2 separate regions of the Triticum aestivum genome follow, and region 2 is linked to region 1. The links are chromatin contacts, called in public Hi-C maps. All regions are on one chromosome and are shown on one strand. Each heading gives the region's core, a stretch centred on a gene start, on an enhancer-like site or on the middle of the called end of the contact. The rest is flanking DNA. Distances are from core to core; before and after follow the strand shown. Region 1 holds the start of LOC123111293. Region 2 holds the start of LOC123111294 (UDP-rhamnose/UDP-galactose transporter 6).

Evidence for each region. A called contact is a pair of places that touch in the nucleus more often than the background predicts.
Region 2: a Hi-C map of leaf shows a contact between it and region 1, with 6 times the contacts expected there. The contact joins the promoter of LOC123111294 here to the promoter of LOC123111293 in region 1. A contact is called at or near these places in 2 of 5 Hi-C or Micro-C datasets (both in leaf).

What each region holds. Positions count from the first base shown.
Region 1 is chr5B:265,674,409-265,678,934 of IWGSC CS RefSeq v2.1, reverse strand. LOC123111293 reads left to right here and starts at 2,507. Exons shown (of 2, transcript XM_044532049.1): 1 at 2,507-3,051; 2 at 4,323-4,526. The coding sequence starts at 2,985. It overlaps TRNAV-CAC (transfer RNA valine (anticodon CAC)), which reads left to right and starts at 2,180; the gene lies at 2,180-2,253.
Region 2 is chr5B:265,853,724-265,857,983 of IWGSC CS RefSeq v2.1, reverse strand. It overlaps LOC123111294 (UDP-rhamnose/UDP-galactose transporter 6), which reads right to left and starts at 2,867. Exons shown (of 6, transcript XM_044532051.1): 1 at 2,659-2,867; 2 at 1,749-1,970; 3 at 936-1,120; 4 at 651-851; 5 at 165-326. The coding sequence starts at 1,878.

The sequences.
Region 1 (4,526 bases), core at 1,258-3,757:
AGCAATTATGCCATCACTTTCCAACCGCACCATTTTGGGGGAAGGCCCTCAATACTCACCTAAGTTTCATTCAAAGTACCATAGACTAGGTAATCACCAGTCCAATCCTTGAAAGAGACAGTCATCCCTTTCTTCTTGAGGTTGATGGAGGGATATTTCACCAAATCACTCATTTTTTTGGTGAGAGGGAATCTGACCAAGAACTGTCTATCATCATAGGGCCTTATCTGCCAGGGCCAGTTTGTTTCCACATATCAGAGAAGCACTGCCCAAGTTCTTTGCCAGTTATGTCACCTTCTTCAATCACCATTGGGCCAACATTGCCAATATTCAGCCATTCACAGTCACTTGTGTCTCATGTGTCAACATGGGAAAAACCAGGCCTGAACAAGTACTCCCCCAGTAATGAGCAGCTGGGTATGGCTTAAACCAAGGGGTAAGCCATCCATATGATGTCCAGGGGTTTTACAGAGAAATCACACCTTTGGCACAGAACACATGTCAACAAAATGCCCAGGAAGGCCACAATTATAACAGATAGCTCCAATGATTTTTGGGTCAACTTGAAACATAATGCTCTTATAAGTGTTTTTTTACTAAAGCTGAGGAGTGCTAGCAGCAGGGGCTTGTTGCTTCCCTGCATTTTGCTTTCTCTTACTTTGGCTAGTACCCGGTTGTCCAGATTGAGCGCCACTGCTTGAGAGGCTACCTCCACTTACTACTGCTTCTTGCTGTTGATAAGGCATGGTCAAGCTTTGAGGTGGAGGCATGAATTGGTAAGGAAATTGTGGCTGTTGAGGCCAAGGACCAAGCTGTTGATACTAATTATTCCTGTCGGATACCCAGCAAACACGTGCCCCCCTGCATAGGTAAAGGTGGAGCTGCAGCCATATGGAAGATAGGTGGTTTGGCATATATATGGATATGGGTGGTGGATGTGAAGTGGGAGGAGGAGGAACGTGTGTGGGATCTGGTGGCAGAGAGGTATTAGTACCAGCGGCTAGATTTCTACCAGCATTGCGTCCCCTACCAGCACCATAGCGACCCCCTCTAGAACTCTGATCACGTCCACGTCTAGCCATACCATGGACTACATCAGCAAAAGGGATCTTACTAGTTTTCCCAGCCCAGAAATCTCATGAAAATCTAAAGTGCGTCGGTTGCGACAACTGATCAGAAGCACCAATCGGATAGCAATCCTCGGCAGAAAAGTCTCCAGACACAAGCAGCTCCTTCCTAACCAAGACCTGATTTGGTGGAGGAGCTTTGCGTTGACGAACCCTAACTTCCCCCCTCTCTCCAGAGTCGATTTGATCCCCTGAGAGAGGAGCCGGAGGCGGAGGTGGGGAAGTCTTAAATTACTTGTCTTAGATTTATGTAGATACAAATATATTTAACAGTAAAACATGTCTAGGCGAACCAACCTAGAGGGACAGTGGTATCCCCAGCCCACCAGGGTTCAAGTCCCGGTGCTCGTATTATTACTAGATTTATTTCAGGAATTCCGGCGATACGTTTTCAGTGAGAGGAGACGTTCCCATCGACGGCGAGGCGCCTACGCTAACTTCGTAAATCTCAAGATGATATGCCGGCTCAGTCTCTCGAAATTACTCATAGAGATATAGTGTGCATGTGTGCGGTTCATAGTGGTAAGTTTATGTGCGTATGTATGAGCGCTTGTGTCTGTATTGTGTTAAAAAAACATATCTAGATACGAATTATCTAAGATAAGTATTCGGGACGAGGTTACTTGTTTTGGTTTTTACTTTGTTTTTAGCCTTCTTTGCGCGGAGTTTTCCTAGCAATTTAAATACGTGTCCGAGAGAAGAGTGTGCTCGGATTTATTTGAAGCGTCGTGTTCGTAGATACCGACGGTCCGGAGAGAAGGGGGACAAAAGCGCAATCGGATCGCTTCGGGTGCAAGTGCATTTGTTTACTTGCATCGCGTGCGTCAACAAACCCTTTTCGCGTGCACGTGAGAGGCTGGAAAGAATCGGACGGGCTCGTTTGCATCGACGCATCCTCTGAACCATTATTAATCCCGTATTTTATCAAGGGGTTGCTTAGGCTCTAGATTAATTATTGATGACACTAACTTTTGATTTGTCGGTGCAGATACCTTTACTCCATCAGAGGAACAAGTTTTAAATAAACAGATTTTAAGATATCTGTCGCAAAGGTCTGGGTGGTGTGGTTGGTTATCACGTTGGTCTCACACACTAAAGGTCCCCAGTTCGAACCTGGGCTCAGACAGTCAACCTTTTTTATGTTTTTTTGCTCCAGAGAGAGAGCATAGATTTTACAAAAATCTGATCAAACTTGGCATGCTTCTTCTTGCATTCAGAGAAGCATTTCAGAGAGTGAAAGTAGCAGCAGTGGTACAACAGTGGGTAGGAACACATGATACTAGATGGTTCATGTCTTATACTCCCTCCATTCGGAATTAGATGTCGCGACTGCTTTTTTGTGAAAACCCCCCTCATCTATCTCCGACCAAACCCGCGGTCCTCGCCCTCACTTTCTTCTCCGGCTGGCCGCCGCGGTCCGCTCTGTGCTGTTCTCCGGCTCGCCGCCGCGCTCTCCCCCCCCCCACCATGGATTCCGCGCTCTCCTCCCCTACCTTCGGTGGCCTCGCCGCGCTCCTCTCCTCCTTCCCGCGGCGAACTTGCAAAAAGGTTGGACCTTTGAGTTCAAGCCGGCGAAGGATTCCGTCGATGCGAGGCCGAAGGCGCCAGATCCAGACCACTACCAACACGATGCCGGCAGCAACCTTCCCACAAGCAGCGGCCATGGCGTTTCCGCCCCGTCGGTGGCGGCCGCCTCGCCGTCGGCCTCGGCCGTCCAGCTGGAGCCGCGGGTGGAGCAGCACTGCAGCGGGAGGGCGGGTACTGGGTGCTCAAGGAGAAGTACCACACCAGCCTCAGCTCACCAAGCTGCCCATGGAGTAGATCGACGCCGACAAGCTCACCAAGGAGGACGTCGATATGCGACTCAAGTGGCTCGGCCTCTTCCTCAGCCGCAAGCAGCAGTGTATGCCCCTGCTCTGTCAAGGTATACTCTGAATTCTGAATTTTTATTTGAACTCTGAATTTTTATCTTGTGGCACCATAAGAGATACTCTGGATTTTGATGTTCCTGTCTTCAAACTGGCAATGTTCTGAATGAAACCATCGATCTCAGCATTCAGGTTCTTGATTATGATTAGGAAAAAAGAAAGAAAGAAAGAATACGTTTGCCTAGGTTCTTGATTATTTTTAGCCTTGCTGTTAAGCTTTGCTAATTGCTGCCCATGTGGTGGTGGTGGTAACTGAAGTACTGAACCCCCGTGAATTCCTGGGTCAATGCTAACCTTTGCCCAGCTCCTACTTTTGCTGCACTGATCTGACTGACTGAGATCTGCCTTGTGGGATCCTCCAGCAACCAACCGCTTTGCTTCAGTTGCTGCATGCTTAGTACAGCAGCAGCACTCGGCCGTTCCACTGGTTGGTGTCTGTGACTGACAGGGTGACAATCAGCCAGGATCAAGCAAGCAGAGAGCAAATTTTCCTAACAATGCAAGAGCATTGCATTGGACCCCAGCCTCAGATATAGATTGTCCGTCCTTCATCTTCGTCCGGCCAGCGCTCTTGGATCGCAGGAATAAGTTTCTCACACATGTAAAAGCTTTGTTTCTTTTACAATTCCTAGATAAGTGGAACAGTGGAATGACATTTGGCATTCAGGACATATCTGCATCATTGGAAGCAAAATGTTCCACCGAACAAAACTGTTCCTAGCAAATCAAGAGCATCGATCAGGAGCATCAAATGTTCCACTTATTTTGCATTCAGAACATATCTGCACATTGGAAGCAAAATGCTAGGAATTGTAGTGGACTAGGAACAGTGGCACCAAATGTTCCACTTATTTTGCATTCACAACATATCTGCATCTACTCCCAAATTCTATACTGAACAAAACTGTTCTGTACTGAATAAAACTGTTCTGTACTGAATAATTTCTTGAAGTGCATGTGAATACCAGCAGCAGCAACTACTCCAGCATTCAGTATTGAGCTTCATTGGGTATTCAGTGTAACTGTGTTACCAGCAACACTCAGTATTCAAGTTCTGTTTAATCCAGTTTTGCTTTACAATCAAACAGGGAGAGGAATACCAGCAGCAATTAAGTTCTCTTTAATTCAGTATTCAGTACAGAACATCAAGTACTCCAGAACCAAACTACTTTCAGTACTCCAGTTTTGCTTCTACTCTTTCAAGTATTCAGTATTCATGATCTTTAATTCAGTATTCAGCTTTACAATCAAGTTCTCTTTAATTCAGCAGCAGCAACAACAGAGGCGGGGGCGGGGAATACCAGCACCAACAGAGGCGAGGGCGGGCGCGACCTTCGGAGGAGGGCCAGCACGGAGAGGAAGACCCTGGGCTTGGAGGAGAGGTTGAGCAGGGCCAATGCGGCGATGAAGACCCTGGGCCAGAGCAGCGACGAAGACCCAGCGCCGCGACGGCGTCCAAAATTGTCCGCGG
Region 2 (4,260 bases), core at 1,618-4,117, 180 kb before region 1:
ACATCAGAAGTTCTCCACAGTAATGTTCCCTAAAATGCTGGCCACTTCCCACTCTATCTCTAAGCAAACAGAAACCAGCTAAATCTATTTGCTCATACGGAAGCTGCAGCATAGATCACCACAGGCTGAGGGACATGCAACACTGTTAGAAATCGATTTCTTACCAAAGAAAGTGATGTGAAATTGAAGTGATCCACCCTTTTGCCAGTCAACAAGAAATCCACAAAGGGCCCTACTAACAGGAGGGAACCTGCTTGGGCTGGAGCAGTGTGGCTTAGGAGATTGAATGAGTTCAGAGAGTACTTCCGTTGGAGATAATGAACATACTGCAAAATGGGAAACAAGAATTAACAGAATTTCAAGTGGGTCCTCTTTACAATACATGATAAGAACAAATAACAGAAGGGCAGCAAACATAATCAAATAGCATGCAGTCATGAGATTAAACAACAGAATGCAGTGCATACTCAACACTGGAGTGATAATGTTGGTAATGTCTGTAAACATTATAAAATACCATGACGGCACAAACATTGGCCTCTTATTTGATCAATGTTTCAAGTCCTCTAATAGATTGTCTTTCAACAGCAGGATTCTATTGGCTTGAAGATATATGCAAATCACCATACAGTATAGGTATTTCAACTTACATATTGCTGGAAAGCTGTGCTCCAAACAGCTATAACAGCTGCAAGCATGCCTTTTGCATTCACACTGACATCAGTAACAGTGCAAACTGCAACGCCTACAAGCACAACCATTATGCTCAGCTTTGTGTCCCGTGAATAATGTACACGATCAAAGACAACCTCCAGAAGACATGATGCGGGTATCATGCACAGCTTTGCTATCTGAACAAAAGAAAAGAATTAATTAAGAGCTAATAATGCAGAGATACATAGCTTAGGTAATAGAAAGTCAGAAACTACACTGACCTGATAAAACCCCACAGAATTCCACATCAAGCTCACATTCATGCCAACGATCGACAAATTTGAAAAGATTACAAACTTAATCAGATCTGGTAGCGGTAAGTGAGAGGGCTGGCTCAGGCCTAACCACCGAAACACAATAGTCATCAAGGTCGTTGTCAATAAATGAAGGCCAGTTAATGTTGTGGCTGCAAAAGGGGTAAATCAGAAATCAGTGAAATGGCAGGAGTTTATCCAAGTTTTAACGTATGTGCAGATTGTTGAGGGTCAGTGCAGAAACCTCATTGAACTTGCAAGTAATTGCTAACAATAGATCATATTAAATTAGCATGCTTCTTATGTTCAACAGACATATCTCGAGTTTATGCCAAGCAAGTTAACATAGCAACAGACACCTAGGATTGCCTAACAGTCAAATCCCTAACTCTCAGATCACTATAAAAGTAATCTAGTTGAAAAAAACTATTATGAGTTGGTCAAATGCTGACATACTCATCTGTAATTAAAGATTTATCAACAAAAGAGCATCTAGAATTTACATGGATGGAATTTGCAGTACCAATTCGGGATCACAAAAGGTTTAAAATAACTTCCTGGCCCCTTTGTACACTAAACTCAGCAGAGCAATACTAATGCGCAATTCAGAAGGAGAAGCCTACGGTAGTCAAATTGAAGTCAGACAGAAATTGAAAGATACAGAACAAAATACAGCATAACATAATCCTACTCACTGCCAAAAGTAAAGAACAAGATGTCAATAGATTGACTTAATGATGTATGTGACTGCATAATTCTTCACCAAAGCTAAAAACATACCAAAACTGAATCCATGTGTAGCCATTAAGGCTTTGTTGACCATGATGATCCCAACGGATGAGGTGATATTGAAACCCCATGCTGCAAAGTCTAAGGCGGCCTTCTTGTCGGATTTTCTCGGAGAACCCATCTCTATCTTCACAGGTTCAAATCAACACTTGGTGAGCTACAGTCTCTGAGGCACAAATGCCATCCACACAAGATATAGAGCCCAGGATTTAACTGCAGTAAGGAATTAAAGCCATTTCAGATGATTAGACAGTGAACAAAGATGGTGCTGCTTGCACCTGAGTTAAATAAAATGCCCCAAGATTAAGCAAAAAGAATTCTAAACAGCGCACACTACTACAATTTACCTGAGCCCTACTGGTTCTGAACGCAATTAGCAACATATGATACAGGAGCCCTACAGTTTCCTTGTGCTACGCTAAAAACAAGCCTGCTCATGCCCGGATGCAGCTACTCATGAGAACCGAATGCTCTTCCTCCACGGAATAACAGCAACAACTGCTCCAACGACGTAGCTCTAACCCCAAAAAGTCCCTCCTAGCCCAGTAATCCACCCGTGAGTCCGAATTCGTATCTCTACTTGCAAACTGATAGACAACAAACACTATGCTACGCAGCAACCCTACTGATCCCGAACGCTCTGCTGCACACAACCCTGCTGATCCCGAACGCTCTGCTACACACAACCCTGCCTTGCTCGTAGTCCAGATGCTCCTCCACGGAGCCCCATCAGGGAGTACTCCAGGAGCGCAACTCCACACCCCGGAAACCCTCCTAAATCCAGCAAACCGACCAACGAATCCGTCCCCAAATCGCAGCTGCTCGCGCCAAAAACCCACGCCAGATCGCGGCCCCGAAAAGGCTGCGGCGGAAGGTAGTGAGGGCGAGGAAGAATCCTTACTCGAGAAGCGCGGGGCTCGATCCCTCCACCCGGAAATGGCAGATCTCCCGGCGCTCTGATCTGAGATTTGGGGTGGGAGGGGTGGTGTGTCGCCGGGGTGGGGGGTGTGGTGTTCTGTGTGAGTGTTTCGGTTTCTTCCTCGCCCCCCTTTTTTTATTTTTGTTTATTTTTTTTCCGCGACGCTCACAACTACCTTCGCATCAGATCTGCCCCCCTTTTTATAGGCTGCCGGATGCACGCATTTTTGTGAGTCCAGAGTTTTATTTACGCTAATCTTAGGGTTGTATCGCTAAATTCTCCTCGGTTGAATCGCCACGGTTTGGTTTTCATGAAGGTGACAAGAACTCCATGAAGAGAAAACAATAACAACGTGAGAGGAATATGCAAGGTGTCATACATTAAGAAAAATGAACGTCCCGTTAGGGTTAGCATCATTTTCACTTCTCACTCCAAACGACTTGGCACGGCAGTGATACTCCTTTATTGACGCCAAGTTTGTTTTGCATCGGAATAACGTTATATTATTTAGAAGGTGTTTGTTTCAGCGAGTTTTGCCCGTTATCCCTTTACGCCGTAATGGGGAAACGTTACTTGTGTTTGTTTAATGGACACCGTAAACACATTCCCTCGTAAACGGGTCCAGCCCAGTTATCGATCGATACCGCCCACCCCCCACCGGTAATTGCGGTACCGTTCCCTCCTCTCCCCGCACGATCCCTTCTTCCTCCCCTCCCGGCTCCCGAGACACTCCTCCGCGCACGACCCCCTCCTCCTTCCCCTCAAGCGCACTCCTCCCCGTCACGCCCCCTCTTCCCCCTCCTCGTTCCCTGCCGCCGAGATCGGAGTAGCCGATGGCGTCTGTGATCGGAAAGTGCTGGCGGCGCTTGACATCGGAGGCTGCCAACAGCGCACGTGCTTGGGGATGGCTGGCGGCGCACAAGACCCGAGCATCAGGCGGTGCACAAGACCCGAGCGTCCGGCAGCGCTTGATCCCGGGGCTGTCGGCGGCGCTTTATTTCGCAGACGACCGGCGATGCACAAGATCCGAACGGCCAATGGCGCTTGATCTCGAGGGCGGACGGCGGCGGTTGATTTCGAGGACGGCTAGCGGCGTTTGAGATCCTGGTTGGCTGGGGTCAAGCAAGAGCAAGCCATCTACGGGGAGGATGGCGGCCGGCGAGCAACAAGGCCGAGCAAGAAGAGCAGAGCGATGGTAATCGATTCCTTTACCTGAACGTGAACCAAACAAACTTGCAAAAAACTGATTACACCTCCTTAAACGCCGTGATCTGATTACGTTAACGTTGCCTTCACCATTTATGCAGCCAAACACCTCCTTAGTAAGTTAAGTTTAAAAATGAAACATCTAGTAAGTTCCATCCCAAAAAGATCTTGCTCAATATACTAGAGTTAAGAATTAGCCACACAAATAAAAAAGGGTGGTAAGAACATCTCCGATAACTCCCTTTGTTTCCTTTATATCAAGGAAGTTCGGCAAATTTTTTTGCTTCAATAGCTTCATTTTGTTCATTTTTTACCCAATACTCCCCTCAAGACCATGGCGACCACGTTTCACCCCCACCGCCCCCCCAACTGATGTCC